2 separate regions of the Hordeum vulgare genome follow, and region 2 is linked to region 1. A link is a contact called in public Hi-C data. All regions are on one chromosome and are shown on one strand. Each heading gives the region's core, a stretch centred on a gene start, on an enhancer-like site or on the middle of the called end of the contact. The rest is flanking DNA. Distances are from core to core; before and after follow the strand shown. Region 1 holds the start of LOC123447632. Region 2 holds the start of LOC123447636 (inositol-tetrakisphosphate 1-kinase 3-like).

Region 1 (4,780 bases), core at 1,635-4,134:
TAAATGAGAAGAATGCCACTTTGATTGGCTTCCTAATTGCACGGGGTTGAGAAGGGACATGCACTCTCGTTGGCTGTTGGCTTCCTAATGACTTTTAGTTCTAAATGTTTGTTGAGCAAAGTATCGATGGAAGCTGCAACCTTAAAATTTCATGTCAGTTCTATTTTAGATGAAACGGACACTTCTATTTCTACAATGTTGCCTTCTTACTGTTTGAAAAATAAACTATTGTACTTTATAGAACTGAATCATGTGTGCAATAATGGTTGTTGACTAGCAAATTTTCATAAAGGCTTTCCAAAAAATAAATTCATTCTTTGAACCATAATTGAGAAGATTATGTAAGAGAGGGCCATTAGCAATTGTTGCGATACACTTGGAGTCGTTGCTCTCGCTTTCACTCCGTCGCGAAGCACGAACATATATGTTTGGAAGAAGGAGAGCATTACCATTCAACTGACTAAAAGATTAACCTATTAATTTATTTTCAAGTGGAATTACCCGGTTAGTATTTGATAAATAACTTTAAACTAACTATTATTTTTAAAATGTAGTTTCATCTTGAAACACTAGAGGATGTGTATTGGGGTCTCGAGTCATGTTTATTGGGCTGGGGTATGTGATATTTTTTCTTCCGTTGCAAAGCACGGGCATATTTGCTATAGCTAATAATATTTTTAGCCTATTGCAACGCACGGGCATTTGTACTAGTAATAATAAAGAGGTTATTGCTTCCGTCAGAAAACCCACTGCGACATTTTTATAAAAAAGTCCCTGTAATTTTTGTTATTCAACTCGTGCTCCATCATTTATCTGCAACGCAAAAGAAAAAACGATTCGCTGCAAAAATTATACCCGTACGCATCGCCTCCTCCCATCGACCCTGGGCCACCCTTGCATGTGCCCAGGCCGCCGCCACACCACTCGCCGCCGCTGCCGATCTCAACCCACCGCCTCCGCGGCCGTACCTCTCCCCGCCCACTGCCCCTGTTACGGCGCTCAAGCGCATCGCGTCGACCGTGGTCCACCCTGGCGTGTGCTCAGGCCGCTGCCACACCACTCGCCGTCGCGGCCGACCTCAACCACCACTGTTGTCGATCTCAACCCACCCGCCTCCGCGGCCATACCTCTGCCCGCTTGCTGTTCCCGTTTCGGCGCTCGAGCACAACTTTTGGATCAAATCAACGCGACAGCTACAGTGACTGGGATGATGCGTCTGCTCGATGCAGAACGGCGGCGGCGCGGCGGAGCGAAGTACTTGCAGGTGGAGGCGGGCCTCCATGGCTCACACGGGGAACTCCGAGGTTATGGCGCGGCAACAGCGACTCCTTGTGACCAGATAGAGGCGCCTAACCCTTGCTCCCCTCATCGTATAGCCTCCTCCGGCAGAAACTCATCATCTGATGAGATCCCCTCCCCATGCCTCCAACAGTGTGCCAAGCACCGGCAAGAAATTTTGTTTTGTGGGGATTTGTTTGCCGATGAATTAATGTATTGAATGTAAGACTGTATTGTTGTAGAGACAGAGAATGGAACACCACCTTCAGTTTGTCATCTGATCCCACATTCTTTATCCCATGAGTGAAATAAGATAACAGTACATTGATCAATCAACGTAACCTCTTTGTTTTGCTTTGCCTATCCCACTCGATTTTCTCATCATGCTGGAGTTAACAATGGATGGGTTGATTTCTCAAAAAAATATGATAGGACTGACAACATTAATTAGTTAGCTTATTATTTTAATAAATCAAAATGATTATAAAAAGATTAAAAACTTGTGGTATTTTTTTTTCCCGTTGCAACGCACGGGCCCTTTTGCTAATTCTCCCTCAAAAACAAAACTGTGAACCGTTTTGTGTGTGGGAGCCGGGTAATTCAGACGTATTTCCTTTTCTTTCGAAGGTTTATTAGGGGATTCTGTGTACGAATTTGGAAATTTATACTTTTTCTGTCTAAAATTAAGTACCGCAACGGATCGGTCGATGAAAGATAATCTTTTCCCTTAAATTAACATAGGTTTAATACTAAAACAGCGACATTTATTTTAAAACGAAGGGAATACTTTGAAAGGACGCTTAAGTTAAGAAGCTAGCAACGAGAGGACGCGACGACGGCCACATACAAGCGAATATCAAGATCCGGGTAAGTCAGGAAACAGTGCGCAGGATTCCACAGAGGAAAAGCTGAAGGGAAATTCGTATGCACAGCAGACACATTTTATCTACACATCGTGCGTCGTCGCCGATCGGCGCATCACATGCTCGCCGATTCATACATAAGCAACGTTGGCAAGAGAAGGGAAAAGCTAGTGCAGGACAGTGCCCGAGAACTAAAACGAGCTTCAGGACGACCAGCAGCTGAGCCGCACGGCCTCGTCGAACTTGCTCGCCAGCGTCGCGGGCTGCTCCTCCTCCGCCTCCCCGCCGCCGGCCCGACGCGCCCTCTGCCTCTGCTTCCCGTCCTGCACCTCCGTCGCCGCCGCATCCCGCCGCTTCGGCGCCAGCACGCCGAGGGAGAAGAAGACGTTGCCGAAGCCGAACCTGAAGCCGCCGCCGCCGCCGCCGCCGTCCACGTCGCGCGGCGCGTCGGCGGGGCCGTGGTGGAGCTGGTGGTAGCTGAGGAACAGCATCGACGCGCTCGGGGCCATCGCGTATCTGGTCCGATCGACGCTTTTCGCGAGGAAGGAACACGACGATCGATCCTGGACCGGATTAGATCGGGATCGGGTTGGATTGGATTGGATTGGGACGTAAGTAGTTCGCGGCAGCGGGGGGTATTTATCGGGGGCTACGGAGAAGAGTTCGCTCGGAAAGGGCGTGACGTGGCGGTTCTACGGATAGGGCGGGCCGGCCACGTCGGTGTGGCGCCCGGGGTTTGGATGGGAACCGGTGGGCCGTGGCTGGAGGTCCGGCTGGGTGGGCTCGTGGTACGGGCGGAATCCGGTGGGCTCCCGGCGCCGAACCCGTGGGAGGAGCGGGCGGGGCACGGGGCGCGCGCGCACCCGGTTTTGTGACGAGCTCGGGTTCAACGGGCGACGGACGGGAGAGGGTGGCGGCACGAGGCGGCGGCACGCGGCCCCGTGGTGGGGGGGTCTCACCGCGCACCATCGTCCGGTTGGTGGGGACAAGGTTTTTCTTCCTTTCGTTCTTTCTTTAGCAATAGCAGGTGAAGGTGAGGACAAGTTATTTTCTTTTCTTTTTTAGCCGGATCGTGCTACTATGCGTAGGCCAGCGGATCCGGTCTACAAGCCGTCCGATCCGACGCTATCTTCAAGTCAAGCGTCGTTGTCATTTTTACAATACAAGTCATGAATCCTTTTGTTATAGAAATATTCATAACAAATATTGTGTTGTATTTTTTTCTTGCAATAAAAGTTTTGTTGCTGAATATTTTTTATATTTATTTTTCTGAAACAGATTTCTTGTTGTAATTTTTTTTCTTGCTACATATGTATTGTTGTAGAAAGTCATCATGTTACATTGCTTGCGGTCATGTCCTCGAGCAGAAGCTCGGTCTTGTTAGGGAAGGGAGGACCGGTGTTGCGTATGCGATGACGGTGGTGGTGGTAGATGCGATGCAACGTGGGGCCGAAGCGGCATAGATAGACAACGGCGGTCGGAGCATAGCTCTGGTGTGCGTGCACGAGCGGCCATGGCCACTGGCCGCGGGCGAACACGGTGAGAGAAGACTTCATCGGCGTGCTTGTCGGCGGCCTTGTCCGCGTGTTGCCGGTGTCGAGCAACGATGGCGGCAGTCGAAACAACTCATGAATGCGCCGGCTTGACGGAGACCTTGGAAGAGCACGAGAGAATACAGATTCAGATCCCGCAAAACATCACTTGTTTTGGTGGGGGTTGCAACAACAACTAAGTTGCAAAAATAGTCTAGGTAATAGGTTGCTTCCAAGCCATTTCATTAAAATTGATCTGATGTCCACGGAACCGACGGACGCGGGCGTTCTTATCGGTTGGGTGATTTCAATCATTTTCCCTTTTAACCGATAAGTGATGGAAAAAAAACATTAGATAAGACTCTCCCTTTATATGTTCGGTTGCACCCCTCTCGAATGTTCTAGCCCATACTTGTTCCTAAAATCAATAATCGTAGTGTTTTTGCAAGCCGACACTCTTCGAGCGAACGAGAATGGATAAGAGGCTTTTGGGATTGACGTGATCGGATAGAGTTGGTTATACTTATATTAGCAAACTCAATGTTAATAATTTAAAGCGGGTGGATACAAGTTATTCTTCTAAGAAAGAAAGACAATTTTGGGATGTTCGACACCCTTCAAATGGGGTGCATCAGGCACGTCTTTCACATTAGCCCAAATCTCACCCAATCCATCTAGGCCCAACCTACAACCACATTTCATTTTTCTCTCTCGTCCCTCTCTTTCGTTTTGGACGAAGCCCGCACCTGCGGCCTCCGCCTCTCGCCCTTGTCACCTCAAACAAAACTCATCACCGCTCGTGCCATTGGATTTTGCGCCCCCACACCCACCCTCATGCCATCGGGTCCCTGGACACCGTGTGCAGTCGCCGCTAGCCGCTAGCCTCTCTCTGTTTGTATCAAAGTTTGATCAAAAATATAAATTACATGTCATAAAAGTTATACCATGCAAAACCTCTTTCAAATACAAGTCCGATACTATACTTGTTGTAGCATGTATCTCATATTTTGTTAGACACATAAGTCATCCTAAAATTTAAAGAAGTCCAATGAATCCAGACGGATGGAGTACACGGGAAGGAGTAGAAAATGAAGGTAGCCAAATAAT
Region 2 (4,610 bases), core at 1,937-4,436, 470 kb before region 1:
AACCGCAGCTGGTATTGACAATGGGTCTGTGTTAACAAATAGCTGCTTCGGGACACCAACTTTACCTGCAAAAATCAACTGCACCGTGGTGATCAAATCAGCCTTTGAGAAGGTTCCAAGAACCAACCCATTATATCCAAGCTACTGACAGTGCAGGAAATATTTGATGAAAGCAGATAAAAGTTCACTGCAAATTTAAGTGTATAAAGATAAAAGATAAACAATAGAAAAGGATCACAATCTTCAACAGTCATTGGTAAAGGGGTCAACATGAGAACAAATATGATAGCTCAGGTGACAAGAGAATAAAGGGCTCTTGACGGCCAAATGTACAGTAGAGTAGAACACATTGCCTAATACTACATTTAATAGCATATCATATACCCTTAACATATCCATATCACTACTTGAACTAGTATTTGCAACATGTTAATACGAGATTAATCCAAATATAACTAACTTTACTTTGTTCAACCAGAAAAGGCAAGTGAACTTCTGTATAATCCTAGTAAGGATGATGGGTTACTTCCAAACATGAATTAGAAGAAAGTTCATAAAATTACCATGACAATCCGCAAGGTCCAGTTTAGAAACTTCTTGAAGCATAGATTGGCGGTTCAGCAAATGTTCTATGGCACCTGGTGGGTCAAGAACAGTAACTTCTGGGTGTGTCTCCCTATATTCCTATCAAAATGATGCAAAACCTTCAGCGGAAGTTTAAAATAATAAAAAGACAGAATGTGCAGAACATTTAAAAAAATCATATTGAAAATGTCTTACAAAGATATTGAACATGTCTCGCAAAGAGAAGTTCAACAGTGGTTTTAACATATTGTATGCTACTGACCTCCAACCGTCGTTGCCACTCCTTTCCAGTCAACTGTAGAAAACATAATTTCATCATTTTGTTGTCAATGAATAAAATATATATATTTCAAAGAAGAAAAAAAAAGGAAATCTCAGAGAACAGCACTAAAAATTCAACACTCCCTTGACATAAAATACATGAATAAGAGTTAAATATACTCCATATAGCTACCTTATGCAGAATAACATCAAAAGGGCCTTGATCTGACAGTGGAAGCTTTTGATCAATTGCAACAAATTGAATGCCTTTCTTCCTGCATTAAATTTGGTAAGGATGAGAAGCAAATAATCTGGAAGATCTAACAAATAAGTAAGTCTGCAGCACCAATTGCCCAACGGTAGCAATTGGTGGCTAGCCAACACATAACTTTAACATATTAATCCAAATTCTAAAATTACAACTTAAAAGTATTTTCACTAAAACAATGCAAACATTTAAAGTCTCCAATCTCTTGTATGTTAATAAGTGCCCACTGCCCAGACAACAGAAAATGAGCAGTAAATTGTCTTGAAATGAATGTTTACCGGTTATATTATATTGAATATTATATAAGATAAATGAACCAAATTTAATGATAATTATATTAGAATGACTCTTTAGTCCACACTGAGCACTAGTGATGTGCTGATTTGCATGATAAAAGGTAATGCACATGTTAAATCATGCGGATCCTTTAACTATTATCAGAATGTTATCATGCTGGACCTATACTATTTTCATATTCGGCAATCCACATCCTGCTCTGGTCCTAGTGATGTGAGGATGGCACAAGCTGTCAAGTAAAAAACTGAGCATTTAACTGCAATATGGAACCTGATGACATACTTTAGATCTCTGGTGTATTTTAGCCAACTTGGACCCCTGCAGTTGCTTACCATACACGCTTGGTCACACCAGTTAATAACACCAGCATTTTGTAATAAGGTTTCACATAATTACTTGAATAATGTCAAAACAGGGCATTTCAGTGGCAGGTTCCTGGATTAGTTCAGGGATTTAACTATTTACGGTTCATTGAATAAATTAAGAAAGGGTCACTACTGGAAGCGAATATAATACTACCATAAGACAGGGAGTGCATCGATGTCACTGTCCCATCCCAAAGGAAATAGCAGCAATACAGGAACATGCTTGAATAGACTAATTTCAGTCAGTGCGGACAATGATTCCACAAAACCGAGATCCCGGTTCTTTGATTGAATAAATAGATGTTCCAAAATTATTGAAACAGGTGTAAAGAAAACCTCCTTGGGCATAATAAACCCCAAACAAATATCTAGAAAGCATACCGTGAAAGGTAAACAAAACAAATCATACGCCAATGGATATCACAATCGGGGGTATCAATCAAGAACCCCTTTTCGCCGCCTTTTTGACTATAACTTGACAAAAACGTTTTCCCACTTTTAATCCTGTATAGAGAGAGCTAAAGTATTCCCCTTCCTTTTGTGCTCAACAACTTTGCGATCTCTTTAACTCAGACAAACAATTAGTGGGTGGGACAACAATAAGCACTAGCCATTTCTCCCTAAGCAGATTAAAGAAGGGGGCCCCGTGTGTGAGTCCAGAATCTTCTCCGGTCAAGAGCAGAGGTCAATGAACGAGGCGTTAATTACAACATAATAACATTAGGAAACGATGTATGTATCATTCAGTAAGTTCTCCTCTTGCTGACGGAGTGGCCAGAAGGATCATGTTTTTCCACTGATCTTTCATCAAATTGCACAAAAACCTGGACACGAATTATTTTTTTCCTGTTCCTCACACGGACAGACAACAAGGGCCGCCTCCGCCGCACCAGGCGCTTTTCCTCCAATGCAGGACATGTTAAGGCCCCGAAATTAAATCATCTCCCACGCAATCGGCGCATTTCGAAAAAAAAGATTTTCTTTCTGCGGCTAGGCTTGAAACAAACGCGACCCGACGAATCTACAGGAGGACGTGGTGGGTACCTGGCGAGGCCCCGGAGCTTGGGCTGGAGGAAGCTCTTGGCCTTCTTGGACGTGAGCGCGTACCCGACCACCAGCTCCCTGGCGCGCGCGGGCGCCGGCGCCATCGCCTGCCCCTCGGCCGCCGCCGCCGCCGCGGCGTCCTCCGGCTCCGCGGCCCCTTCCGTCCCCACGCACCCGCCCGACACCATCGCCCCCCTCGACGAACCGATTGGCCGCGGGGACGGCGGCGAGATCGGAATGCGGCGAGCGCACTCGGGAACAAGCGGAGGCGGAGACAGGTGTGCGTGTGTGCGCGCGTGCGCGTGAGGTGAGGGCGCCGTGTGGAGGAAGAGAGAGAGAGAGGAGGAGGAGGAAGAGAGAGAGGGGGGGGTGCGGATGGGGGGCGTGTGCGTATTTGTAGGTGGAGGATGGGAGCAACTTCGCCTTTGGGACATGGAAACAAAGTGTCGCTGGATTACTGTTTTGCCCCTGGCCCTCTTCTTTTTCTTTTTTCTCTCTCCACATTTTGTTTTCTCATCTTTTTTTATGTAGAATATTTTCTAGGTTTCTTTATGCTTAAGGTATCTCTCTACTTAGCTAGTACTAACCAACAAACATACAAGGCAACCGCATTTTACCGAAATGCAGGGATAAAGGAGTAAAATAAAACCTTCACGTTGTGTTGTCTTATCGTCTTTCCGGGACCATGGCTCACGCGTCTTGTCCCGCACACGTAACATAATGTTACTAGTAATCTTGTCCGTGCAAAACGCGCGTCCAATTTAATAGCATGTCCAGGAGCTTTACCTAGTCATCGCCCACTCCGGCGACTCTCTTCATTCATTTTGCACGGATGTCGCCTAATGTTTGTCCATTCTAGAATCCGAGCTATGTCGTGTGTGATGGCTTGGTTATGCGGACTTGACTTTTGGATCGTCTGCATACCTGCCACGGCACCCTCATTTCTCCACACAGAAGGTGTGGTGTGCCTTTCGGTCTCACTCCCCGGTGGAGCAAGGTCATGGCTCGCGACATACGTGTTGTTGAGGCGATGTTGCTCCGTAACTGCTCTAGTCGAGCTCTCGGTGATGCCTCTGCATGCATTGTCGGTTGGATGACTTCAACGGGCAGCGCTGCTGAATCTTGGGGGTTTACCACCCATAATATCCATAATCATATGCATCGGTGTAGGAAAACTCTTCCAGCCACCCTTCTTATTCGGACTATTGGTTGTGGCATGTTACGATTGAGGGGATATAAACGATTACAGCATATGCCATTACGAAGAATATTTTTGTAACTAATGTTGTTTTCCAAGATTAATTGGAATTAATGCAATTAATAATGTTTTCAATAGCAATTCAATCAATGCATTAAATGCTATTTTCGTATTATTATTGATCTGATCAATTCAACATTGGAGTGTGAGATGTTGCATATAGGTGATTGAATTGTTGATGTCATTTTGATTCACCAAACTCATGTTTTTATAAGTAAGTGATAGATTTGTATTTACACTACGACTTTGTCATGTGGGTATAAATGTTACAATCGCCTTCATGTAGTGAAGGTGGCTGGTCCAAGATGGAAATTCATGGAAAAAACAACCAGTAGTTGGATGGTTTAAGAGAGTGGTTATATCTATGGGCTGACATGGATCAAAATCTTGGTTTGCTACTTTGTGTGTCTCATTAAAGCGGGCATTCTTTCTGTGTAGGATGACGTTTGCATCAATAGAGAGACGTCTATATTGGCTTCATCGATTATGAATCTTCACGACACTAGCCATCGACGCAAAACTTGTCTCGAAC

What was found. Hi-C and Micro-C count contacts between places; a contact is called where the count stands out from the background.
Region 2: a contact with region 1 is called in a Hi-C map of leaf, with 3 times the contacts expected there. The contact joins the promoter of LOC123447636 here to the promoter of LOC123447632 in region 1. A contact is called at or near these places in 2 of 6 Hi-C or Micro-C datasets (both in leaf).

The regions. Positions count from the first base shown.
Region 1 is chr4H:23,281,696-23,286,475 of MorexV3_pseudomolecules_assembly, reverse strand. LOC123447632 reads right to left here and starts at 2,884. Exons shown (of 1, transcript XM_045124238.1): 1 at 2,182-2,884. The coding sequence starts at 2,650. The coding sequence ends at 2,345.
Region 2 is chr4H:23,751,533-23,756,142 of MorexV3_pseudomolecules_assembly, reverse strand. LOC123447636 (inositol-tetrakisphosphate 1-kinase 3-like) reads right to left here and starts at 3,186. Exons shown (of 10, transcript XM_045124243.1): 1 at 2,821-3,186; 2 at 1,040-1,121; 3 at 848-880; 4 at 564-684; 5 at 1-65. The coding sequence starts at 3,008.